Regions from separate parts of the Sus scrofa genome. Here region 1 is linked to region 2. The links are chromatin contacts, called in public Hi-C maps. All regions are on one chromosome and are shown on one strand. The core of a region is the stretch at or near the end of the contact, and the rest is flanking DNA. Distances in the headings are between cores, read along the strand shown.

What was found. A called contact is a pair of places that touch in the nucleus more often than the background predicts.
Region 1: a contact with region 2 is called in a Hi-C map of subcutaneous adipose tissue, with 2.8 times the contacts expected there. The contact joins two enhancer-like sites. A contact is called at or near these places in 1 of 5 promoter capture datasets (liver), 16 of 47 Hi-C or Micro-C datasets (alveolar macrophages, embryonic fibroblasts, epiblast stem cells and 9 more) and 2 of 2 datasets of contacts at active chromatin or transcription factors (alveolar macrophages and skeletal muscle).

Annotation. Positions count from the first base shown.
Region 1 is chrX:43,900,302-43,906,032 of Sscrofa11.1, forward strand. No RefSeq gene overlaps it. Among named protein-coding and RNA genes, the nearest start is that of AKAP4, 8.0 kb to the left of the region's middle. Within about 2 kb of position 3,525, at least 24 of the 83 cell types and tissues checked have an H3K27ac peak or open chromatin away from gene starts, as enhancers often do. A contact at or near this core is called in fetal liver, retroperitoneal adipose tissue and subcutaneous adipose tissue, where this site is marked.
Region 2 is chrX:43,612,123-43,617,900 of Sscrofa11.1, forward strand. No RefSeq gene overlaps it. Among named protein-coding and RNA genes, the nearest start is that of USP27X, 62 kb to the left of the region's middle. Within about 2 kb of position 1,854, at least 57 of the 83 cell types and tissues checked have an H3K27ac peak or open chromatin away from gene starts, as enhancers often do. A contact at or near this core is called in fetal liver, retroperitoneal adipose tissue and subcutaneous adipose tissue, where this site is marked.

The sequences.
Region 1 (5,731 bases), core at 2,275-4,774, 290 kb after region 2:
TATTTCTTCTTGATTCAGTTTTGGCAGACTGTACGTCTCTAGAAAGTTGTCCATTTCAGAAGGGTTTTTAAATGCTGGAGAGTGCTAAAGGGAAAGTGCTGAGGGAAATTTGTGGGATAGGAAGTTGATCAATGTGATCCAGCATCTGTGTTTGTCAAATGGGACTTATCAAAAGCCTCTAAAAGGACTGGGAGACAGGGACCCTATCTTTTTTGATGATTACATTTCAAAGGGATGACTCCCAGGTCCTTGAGAAAGATATTTCCGGATTGTAGAATATACAACTCGAAAGGACAGAGAAAGTATTTACAGACACAAGTTTTCTGAAATAAATGTTCTGAGAAAGGGGAGGCCAGAGGTCTATCGTCGGGTTTTGGCTAGAATAAAAAGTAAATTTTTTTTTTGTGGCACTTTTGAACTTTCTCAAGCAGGCATTACAAAGAGGCTGGGGTCATCATTCTAGGGACATGGCCTTGAAGTGATAGAAACTATGCTGGTGTTTGTTCAAGTCCCTTAACGTAGGGAGTGGATGAAATTGTTTGTGCTGAAAGCTATAGTTCTTAAAAGGCCAAGGTTGAGGACTAGTTGAGAAGACAACTCAGAGGAGCCTGACTATATCAAATCATCATGTGGTACAGCTTAAATATATACAAATTTTATTAAAAAATAAGTTTTGGTCAGGGAGAGAGTCTTTGTCAATGACGATGAGTTAGAATGTATAACATAGGACCTGTTTTTCCTATACCGCCCTTTTGTCAAGGGGAATTTTGATGATTAAAGACAAAGTTGGAGCTCCTGTGTCTGGCCCATGTCTGTGGAATAAGAAGCAAAGAAAGAAAATGTTTATTTATTCTTCAATCACAAGAATGTATATCCCTAAGATAAAAGCAAACACATAGCAACAACCACCAAAAAACCAAAACCCATCTATATCTCCCAGCCCGGAAGGGAACAAATATGGCTCTGGCCTGGAAAATGTCTTACCACTTCTCCTAACTGACAAAGAGGGAACTATTATGGATGATTAGAGGTTTGTCCCTTTGCACCCCAATCCTGTCATCTTGGAGGCTAACCAGGAGCAAACAAGAGCAGCATTTGGGTGGGTTGGGAAACCAATAATGAAATGTAAGCAGGGTTTGTCATAGGTTACCGTGTAACTGCTGCCTCTTCTTTCTCTCAAGTTGCTGAGGGTCTCAGACTGACCTATACTGACTAGAGGTGGGGACAGAAGGGGGGGAAAGGGATATTCAGAGAGTCAAAAGAAGGAATATTCCATGTTAGTGCATGAATATGTGTGAAGTAGTATGCACTTAGGTTAGTCTTTGAGAGCCAAATATAGAAATATTAAACAGAAACTTTGGTCATTATTCCCCCCCACAACCAATATTTTCTGTTTTCTAACCTTGTTGATTCCACCTAAGCATCGTCTCTTCCACACAAACTTGTGAATAATTATATGTCAACACTTTAAATATGTCTTCAGTTTGCATTTGTTTTTTGTTTTTGTTTTCTCTTTTTGCCTTTTCTGGGGCAGCTTCCCATGGCATATGAAGGTTCCCAGGCTAGGGGTCACATCAGAGCTGTAGCCGCCAGCCCATGCCAGAGCCACAGCAACACAGGATCCAAGCCGTGTCTGCGACCTACACCAGAGCTCACGGCAATGCCAGATCCTTAACCCACTGAGCTAGGCCGGGGATCGAACCTGCAACCTCATGGTTCCTAGTCAGATTCGTTAACCACTGCGCCCCAATGGGAACTCCAGGTTGCGTTTGGTTTGAAAGAGCTATTAAGATAGTAAAAATGAGGCCTGTGTCTGTAATGTAATTATTATGAACAATGGCAAAATTAAATTTAAATGAGCCGAACGATCACCCTTCATGAAATCACTATCTGCCTGTTAGTTCCACTAAGGATCTCCTAGACTCAGATTTAGCCTACCTAATTTCATTTATGTGATGACACTGTGACCATTTGGAAAATGGGCTGTGATGCTAATGATTATCAGACATTATTTACTGTGGACCCGTACAAATGAAAACTCTACTTCTTTTTCTCCTGAACTGTTTTCCAGCCATGAGAATGCACAATGTCATTTAGAGCAACTTCATGTAACCATACTACAGTGAAAAATTGGATAGCTATTCTGAACATCTCAGCAATGGTGTTGCATAATTACTTCTGTCAAGTATTTATGTCTGTCTTTTCCTTTGAGTGACTGAAGCCGTGGAGGGAGAAAATAAAAGACTTTTGAAAAGCTATAAACATTCTCATTTTTAAATTTCAGAGGGCAGCTGTTAAAGGAAAGCAGACTCTTATGTTCGAGTTTCCTTTTTAGGTAGGGGCTTAATTAGGCAGCTAAGATCTGTTCTATTGCCTTGTAGAAAATGACTTACAGCTATTTTTGAAGGGTGGGCTTGGCTTGACAGTGGCCATTTCTGGTCAGTCTCCTTCCTCTTATAATTGTGAATTTCCCCCTCTCTGATTTTCTAGAACATTTGTTTATTGTCTGTATAATTCATCTGACATTTACTAGATCTGGCCTTGTAGAGTTAATTAACTTTCCCTATTTCTGGATCACCTACAATGAAAGCCTGGAGGGCAGGGTCTCTGATTCTTTCTCATTGTATCTGCCACAATGGTGGGCACACAGCGCGGGCTCAAGAATCAAATGATGGTTTTGGAATTTCAGGCAGGAAGCAAGTCAGCAGCCACATAAGTCTTGGAATCTGTAATAATGACAAAAAACTTGGTTAGCTATTTGAGTGGGCAGCCTTCTTCTTAGAACAATAATGCTCACACTAGCTAGCATACATCAGAATCACGGGGGAGGGGTGTTGGAGGGGGTGGAGGGGGGACTTGTGGAAACAGTGGTGGAGCTTCCAGGATCAAGAGGGTAATGTACCTGAAAAAGGCATGAAAGATCTGCACACATCTACCCCCACCGCATACCTTGTCCTGTATAGCTCTTCTTTTTTTGGTTTTTCCTGAATTATAAACCAATACATGCAAATAAAGTCTTAAACAAACCACACAACAGCTAGTTGGACCCCATCCCAGAGTTTTTAATTCTGCAGGTCTGTCATGGGGCCTGAAAATTTGCTCGGTATTGTATTTTACATGCATCCTCGTTTCAGTTTCACGCAACCTTCTGAAATGGGTATTATTTCCATCCGGATTTTATGAATGGGTGGCTGGAGCAGAGGCCATTTGGCGGGAGGTCTGGCTCGATCAGGCACTCGTCGCTACCATCCTCTTGGGGGGTGGGTGTCTGTGTGGGGAGCGCGCAGAGGTGAGTGAGGGTTTTTCCTTTCTTCTCGTCCCGAAGAGGCGGAAGAGAAACTCCCTGAGCAGGGCAAAGGGTACCTACTCTGATCTTTTGGCCCCATCTGGTGGTTTGGGGTCTGACTGAACAAAGTGCTGATCCATTACCTCCCCCTGCTGGTGAGACTGGTGGGGTCCGCCGGTGGCCGGGAGATTGGTTTCCTGAGCCTGTTTGTTTCTCAAGGCGGTTTTGCTGAGATGTTTTAAGGCTGAGGCGATTATTCTGACGCGGTTAGTCTCCCCCCCGCCCCCGCCCTCCGCGCCCCAAGCCCTTCTCTTCCCCTTTTCCGGATTTTGCTTTGTTTTCTTTTCTTTTTTGTTTTTTTCTTTTCCGATTGGTGGGGAGCGCCTCTCCAACATACAGCATTTGTTCCAATCCTTCTGTAGCGTGTCAAAGGTACAACTTATTTTTTCTAGGTAGTAAAAGAGCTTTTTGCCTCAGACCTATGTATATAAATATATCAGTATATCCTGTGTCAGAGCTGGAGATGTGGCTGAGGGAACTCAGCTGTTAACTGGGTTTCCACCCCCCACCCCGTCAAACCAACAAGTTGGTTTCCTACGTCACAGAAAGTACTTATTATGGTACGCACTGGTGACCGAGTTTTGATTCCTCCCTCCAGATAGTATTTTTTTTTTTTTGTCTTTTTAGGGCCACCCACGGCATTTGGAGGTTCCCAGGCTAGGGGTCCAATCGGAGCTACAGCTGCCAGCTGACGCCACAGCCACAGCAACATGGGATCCGAGCCACGTCTGCGACCTACACCACAGCTCATGGTAACGCCTGAGCCTCCACCCACGGAGCGAGGCCAGGGATCGAACCCTCGACCTCAGGGTTCCTAGTCGGATTCGTTTCCGCTGTGACACAACCAGCGGGAACTCCTTTCCAAATAGTATCCTTATCCGCGAATGACAGTTTTCAGCAAAGACCGTGGAGGAGAGGAAGGAGATCTGGAAGCACGAAACCTCTCGGGTTCCCTCACAGCCCTTGTGGGCAGTTCCCACCTCCCCCAACACACAGATTTAAGGATCATTAAGATAAGATGCAGCCTACCCTCAAATAGGATAAAGACTACCCTTAAATAGGATGAAGACTATCCTGGAAATAGGATAAAGACTAGTCTTCGGCTTTGTGGTGTCAGGGCCCCCTTGGGGATATCAGGCTTAGACCTTCTGTGCCTGTCACTTTCAAATCAAGATGACCATGGGGGTAATGAGTCCATGTGGCCACTAGGAGGTCGCAGCTGCTTGGAAAAACGTGTTTGCACACAGCATACGCTCCACCCCCAGCCCCAAGCCAGTTTTGGTTTTTTTTGGTTTTTTTTTGTTTGTTTGTTTGTTTTGTTTTTTTTTGAGGAGGCAGTCCTCCAGGTCAAAGGGAAACTGCTGCGTCCTCCCTGCTAGAATCACTCCCCATCCTAAAACCTGCAAGTTTGTGTATATTTATTGATCCGTGTTCTTAATAGCCCCATCCTAAAGACAGGTAACAGGTTCAAGGAAAGCAGTGACAGTCCAACTCGGACCCTAACAGTGCCTCGGGTACTTAGCTACTCAGTAATGCCTCTTGGTGATGTCAAGGGTGATGATGAGAACAGCGATTGTGTTGGTAAATATTTCCTCAACATGTGTCCTCTGAAGTTCTCAGTTTTATATTCACCTTGCTTTAGTGCTTATCACCCTCTGCCTTGTGTTGTAGTTATTTCATCATGAGCTTTATCTTCCCAAATACAGAAATGCTTGAGGAGAAGGACTGCATTTACTCATTTTCATTTATCCTGCAAGGGATACCTCTAGGTTCATCTATATGAGGGTGTGTTTAAGGATATGTACATAACTAAAAATTAGTGTGTGTGCATCTGAAACCAGTATAATGTTATATGTCAATTCTGTCTCAAGAAGAAAAGAAAGACAGCTATTGGTAATGGCTGTGCAAGACTTGCTGTGCCCAGAACCATATAGAAGGGCTTGATGAAGGCCAAGAATACTGGACCATGTTGGTCTAAACTGATTGGCTTATTTCACTAACTTCCTAACTGGTTCCACTGAGTTTTTCCTAGCCACTCTTCAACCGAATATTTTTAAAAGAACCAATATTTTGTTAACTACTGTTTTTTGGTTTTTGTTTTTCTTTTTAGGGCCGTACCTGTGGCATATGGAGATTCCCAGGCTAGGGGTCCAATTGGAGCCGTAGCCGCCGGCCTACACCACAGCCACAGCAATGTGGGATCCGAGCCGCGTCTGCAATCTACACCACAGCTCAAGGCAATGCCCGATCCTCAACCCACTGAGCAAGGCCAGGGATCAAACCCGCAACCTTATGGTTCCTAGTCAGGTTCATTAACCACTGAGCCACAAATGGAAACTCCAAACTACTGTTATTTTTTATAACAGCTTTATTGAAATATAATTC
Region 2 (5,778 bases), core at 604-3,103:
ACAGGACTCTGGGTTCACTTCCAAGTCCAGACCTGCCATTGACCCCTCCACACAGCCCTGCTTTGAGCTTATGAAAACAATGCTTGGTTTAAAATTCACTTAAAACCCTTCCCCCCAATACCATAATGACTCTTGCTTTAGTGAGATGCTCCGTGGTTTCTCTGGTGTGCAGTCTCCCTTGTTGCTGAGGGTCCAAAAGCCTGACTTTACTGATTACAGATTTGTCCTTGGTGGCCTTGTCTTGACTGGGCTAGGATAGAGGTTTTGTACCCCTCACCACTTAGCTTGCCCAACGTAGGTGTTCAAAATTGTTCCCTACAGTAGACCCTGAATTAGAGTACTGGGGATCATCTGGAGTGATTATACACGTTCCTGTGTCAGTTCTGCCAGTAAAGAATTAGTTGGATCGTGTCAAATAGGTCAACGCGCCCCATTGGCCTGTTTCCTCCAATCCTAGGATAAGGGCTTTGGAGTCAGGGAGACCTAGGTTGGAATCTCAGTTCTACCTCTTACTAGTCCTGTGATTTCCGCTTTCCCGAGCCTCTGTTCTGTAATTATTAAAATGGAGACAGGAGTTCCTGTTGTGGCGCAGCGGAAACAAATCCCACTGGGAACCATGAGGTTGTGGGTTCGATCTCTGGCCTCGCTCAGTGGGTTCAGGATCTGGTGTTGCCGTAAGCTGTGGCATCGGTCGCAGACATGGCTTGGATCCCGCGTGGCTGTGGCTGTGGCATAGGCCGGCGGCTGCAGCTCCGATTAGACCCCTAGCCTGGGAACCTCCATATTCCCTGAGTGCGGCACTATAAAGAGAGAGAGAAAAAAAAAAAAAAAAGGAGACAATACCAAAAACTGCAGTGTAGATTTTCCAGTGTTACTGAGGATCGAGTTGGCTGTTAACACGCATCCCTACATTTGATCACTATTCCTACTACTACTATTATGTGAGCTCGGACACGTTACTTAACCTTTCTGTGCCTCCGTTTCCTATGAATAAAAGTGGAGAAGTAATAGTACTATCCCAGTGGGGTTACTGTGTGCATTACATGAGATCAAAAAAAGTAAAGGGCATCCAACAGTGTCTGGCGTTATGGAGGTTCAAGATGCGTGAGCTAATGTAATTAGTATCACATTTCTACTACTAACTATTCTGTGAGCCCAAAGCTCAGGGGCATCACTTTCGTTCTAAGAACAAAACCCCCCAATATGGATCGCAGGCCCGAAACTGAAAAGGAGCATTTCTTTTTTAAAGGCAATTGATACGCCCACCACTGAGTTAGGCCCCGCCCAGTCCTCATTAAATATGGCAGCGAGCAGGGCCGACCTACTGCGGCTGCGCGCGCGGAAACTCCTCCCAGCACCGTTCTCGCGGCCGCTCTCCCCGCCCTGCTGCCTCCCCCGCGGGCATCACCTAGTCCCCGCCTCCCACCTCCTCCCCGCCTCCGCCGAGGTGTGGGGAGAGGGCTGGCCGGGGCGCGCACGCGCAGACCGCGGCGGTGCTTGGCCGAGCCTTGCGAGGCGCCTGTCACATGAGCCGCGCGCCCGCTCCGCTCCCCCTCCTCCTGGCTGGGCTGTGAATGAAGCTCTGCCGGCTACGTGGGGCGCTAGCTCAACTCAGTGTCCCGGACGCCAGAGCCGACTGAGCGCTCTGCCCGCCGGCGGCGGACACGGGCTCCGCCGCTCCGGACTTCGGCGACAGGTAAAGACAAACGGGCTGTCCCTACCCGAGCAGGTCCTTGGCGGGCCGCTGGCCCTCACCCACCCTCGGAGCACCCCCTGGGCGCAGCGACACAGGGGAAGCGCTCCCCCACTGGCTCGGCCCACGGGAGATGGGGGTTCCCCGTGCCTGGCCGCCGCCTCCTGGTACTCGGAGGAGTTAGACCGGCCAGTTCTAGCCAGTGCAGGGCGGCATCTTCCAGGGAGCCCAGCCCTGTTCTCTGAGCCAGGGTCCCTGCGCTGTCCCAGCGAAGTTTTCTCGCGGAGCCACGCCAAGCCCGCCCCGCTTTTGAATGGGGGAGGTTAGCTCCAGGCATCCCCTTTCCAGGACTGGGGCAGGGTGGCTCTGGCTGGTTAAGCCCTGTCGAGGCCCCGTTCTTATCCATCCTGCCCTGGACTGGCAAGTTTGTGTGGGTCGTAGCGAAGCGGAGTCCAGACTCTCAGAAAAGTGGTTGCTGCGTTTTCCTTTTCCCACTTGGCTCTCCAGACTTTCCAGGCTTGCGCTTGAGCGCCTTCGCCCCAAGGGGAAAACTTTACCTTCACATCGATGCGCGTTTTACCACATTAACGTTTCAGAGCAAATCATTTTCCTGGAGTGCCAAGTGAAGTTGTACGTGTGCCCGTGTGTTAACGTCAGTTGTGAGCTACCCCGAATGAGGGAGGGGAATCCAGATGTGTGGAGCATAACAGGCCAGTAGGAATCTGCTTTACGTGAACTTCATATATTTATTAGCAACTACTTGGGCTTGACTTGCGAAATGTTAAATTCTCCTGGTCCCACGAGGTGCAGATCAGTGCTTTATCACTGCACGCTAAATAAGAGGGGAAAAAAAAAAAAAAAAGGCAAGTCAAGACAGACTGTCCCAGGTTCCAGATAAGTCATCAGAGCGCTTTTTTTTTCCTGGTGAATTCATCCTCGGACTTTTGTGAGTTCCTACTTTTCTTGGACTTCTCTAGCCTTTCCTTATCCAAAGCACTGTCATTTCTCTGTTGGCTTTTGGGGATGAGTGTACACTCTCACACGTTTGTCCTTTAAAGAAGGCATTAAAAAAAGGCCAAAATGGGAGTTCCGGTCGTGGCTCAGCGGAAACGAATCGGACTGCCATCCACGAGGACTTTGGTTCGATCCCTGGCCTGGCTCAGTGGGTTAAGGATCTGGCGTTGCCATGAGCTATAGTGTAGGTCACAGACATGGCTTGGATCCCGCATTGTTGTGGCTGTGGTGTAGGCCAGTGGCTACAGCTCCGATTGGACCCCTAGCCTGGGAACCTCCATATGCTGCCGGTTCGGCCCTAAAAAGGCAAAAGATAAAAAAAAAAAAAAAAAAAAAAAAAAAAAAAAGCCAAAATGATGGCTTTTAGGTTCGCATTAGTCTTAGGAAAGTATGCCTTAGGGCTTTCACTTGGGGGTGGGTGGAGGTGTTGCTTTTGTGAAACTTATGGAAATAGCAATCTACTTGGAACTTCAGGTCAAAAAAAGTGAAGACTTTCTTAGGAAAAAAGCCAATTGGCTTGTATGCTACATAAGGAAGACCAGTTTACTAATGAAGAACTTGTTTAAATGGATAAGCAAAGGGGTTAATGCATTAGACTCCTGAATCAAATGGAGTCAGACCTTTCATTTTTTTCTCTCCCATTCCCAGCGCCTTTCGGAGCCTCGCAGCTTTTGTCCTAAGACTGAATTTGACATTTTAAAAATCGGGATTATCTGAATTGCTTTGGTTTTACTTAAATTAGTATTCCATGAGATTTTTTTTTCTTTTCCTTTGGTTCTTTTCCTTTCTGATTATAAAAACCGTCTAGGCTCCCTATAGGACACTGGCGAAATGTGGGAAAATATATTGAAGCGGAGAGGAAGCACCACGACCCAGAGGGCTTTGCTCTTCACTTCTCATTCTGTCTTCTTTCCTCTCTTTTCCTCTGCGAGATTTTCCATCGCAAAATTTTCCTCTCCTGTCTACAAACTTTTTTTTTTTAATGTAGAGTTGGGTGTTGGGGGGGGGCTGTTGGGAAGGCATCGGCTATCACACGATTCATTTCCCCAAAGTGTGGCACTTCCAGGTAGGAGAGACACTTAATGATTATCTCATCCAGCCACCCTGCCTTTGAGATTCTGAAACGCATTTACTGAAGATCCAGTGATTCATGCAGAATTGGACAGCAGTCACTGGCCGTATTAACCGGCTCCACGTCTCCTCATTCTTCTTTCAGCAATACCTCGCTGCCTAGACGGAAACTTGACACTGTCTCGATCCGCTTATCTTTCCAGAGAGGTCCAGGAGATACTTTTCAAGGATTTGAATGTTTTTTTTTTCTGTTGATGTTTTCAGGTTCTGAGCTGGAACACCTTGCCGAAAACCAGACGGCACAGCTGCTCGTCCATCTACGTCCCAGTCAAGCCTGCCTACAAAACTGGGGCGGGGGGGGGGTCTGGGAAACTCTGAGCCTGTGACCCCAACGTGGGAGAGAATAGGATCAAGATGGCCATGTGGCAAGGTAAGAAGTTCGCTCGTCTTCCTCTCACTGGTTTTTTTCCTCCTCTATCCTCCATCCCAACCCAAACCCCCAAGCCCATGGCAGGCCGCCAGCCAGCTGTTTCTTTAATTTAACCCTTTGTCTTCCCCAGGACAAAGCATATTAGTTTAAAAGGAGTTGCTGCCAGCTGGACGTTCAGAGTATTTTAAAGTAGGGGTGGAGGGATGTGTGTGTGTGGGGGGGGTGTAGGTGTAGCAGGAAAATGTAGTGCCGGAAGCATTTTCAAAGAACTCCCTTCATTCGAACATGTGCTCCTGGGAGGTGATATGTAAGGAGACAGAAGGTGGTCTTTTTTCCTTTCTCTTTTTCTTTTCTTTTTTTTCATATTTTTGTTTCTTATTTATTTCTGGCAAATTTCTATCATCAAGTTCTCCAAGGTGGGGGAGTCAGATGTCAGCACTTCCCTGGCTCCCTCTTCCCAATGGAGACTTGAAAGCATATTTAATGTTATAGTGTTTATATTTGATGATAGAAGGAAAATGCCTGTTTTAATACTGTGGAATGACCTCAAAGCAAAGCTCAATGATATCTTGCCTGATGGATTCCATCTCTTATGAACCTATGAATTCTTAACCACATGCAAAAAAAGTTAATTTTTCTTTTTGCTGGGGTCGGGGATTGGGCCTTTTGGGAGAGTAGCAGAATCTCCAGGGGTGTGTGGGATTTTGATGTTTATCAAAAGGAAGTATGGGAGTTCCTGCTGTGGCACAATGGGCTCCGCGGTGTCTCTGGAGTACTGGGACGCAGGTTCGATCCCCGGCCCGGCACAGTGGGGTTAAGGATCCAGCTGTCACAACTACGGCTCAGATCTCTGACTCCTGGCCTGGGAATTCCGTATGCCACAGGGCAGCCTAAAAAGAAAACAAAATTAAAAGGAGGTCTGGGTTTAAGAAACGGTAGACAAAAACAAGAACAAAAAGAAATGGTAGACAGACACTACCCAGATTGGTCTGTGACCCACAAAAGGTTAAGGACCATTTAGATGGAGTAGAATGAAAGGAGCGCGAATGTCTGTAAATATTCAACAAGTAGGTTTGTTGGTGGTCAAATGTATCTTTTAAAACTGGCTCCTGTTGGTTATGGTTTGTGACAAATATTTTTGATGTGCGCCGTCAATTTAAAGATACTCATTGAAATGAGGTTTGGCCCCGTATGCCTGCTTTTTTTGGCAGGGGTGGGGGGGGGGACACACTTTTTTTAGGGCGTATGGAAGTTCCCAGGCGAGGGATCCAATTGGAGCTATAGCTGCTGGCCTACGCCACAGCCACAGCAATGCAGGATCCTTAACCCACTGAGCAAGGCCAGGGATCAAATCTGCATCCTCATGGATACTAACTGAGTTTGTAACCCCCTGAGCCACAACAGGAACTCCCCTGAGTGCCTGCTTTGACTCCCCCAATGGGCATTTATCAGGAGCAGTTTGGATATTCTTGTTTAAGTCCTGAGACATTCTTTCATTCGACAAGTAGAATGCAGAGATGGGTAAGGTGCAGAACCCTAGAGGGTTCCTTGTCTTATGGCGGAGACATAG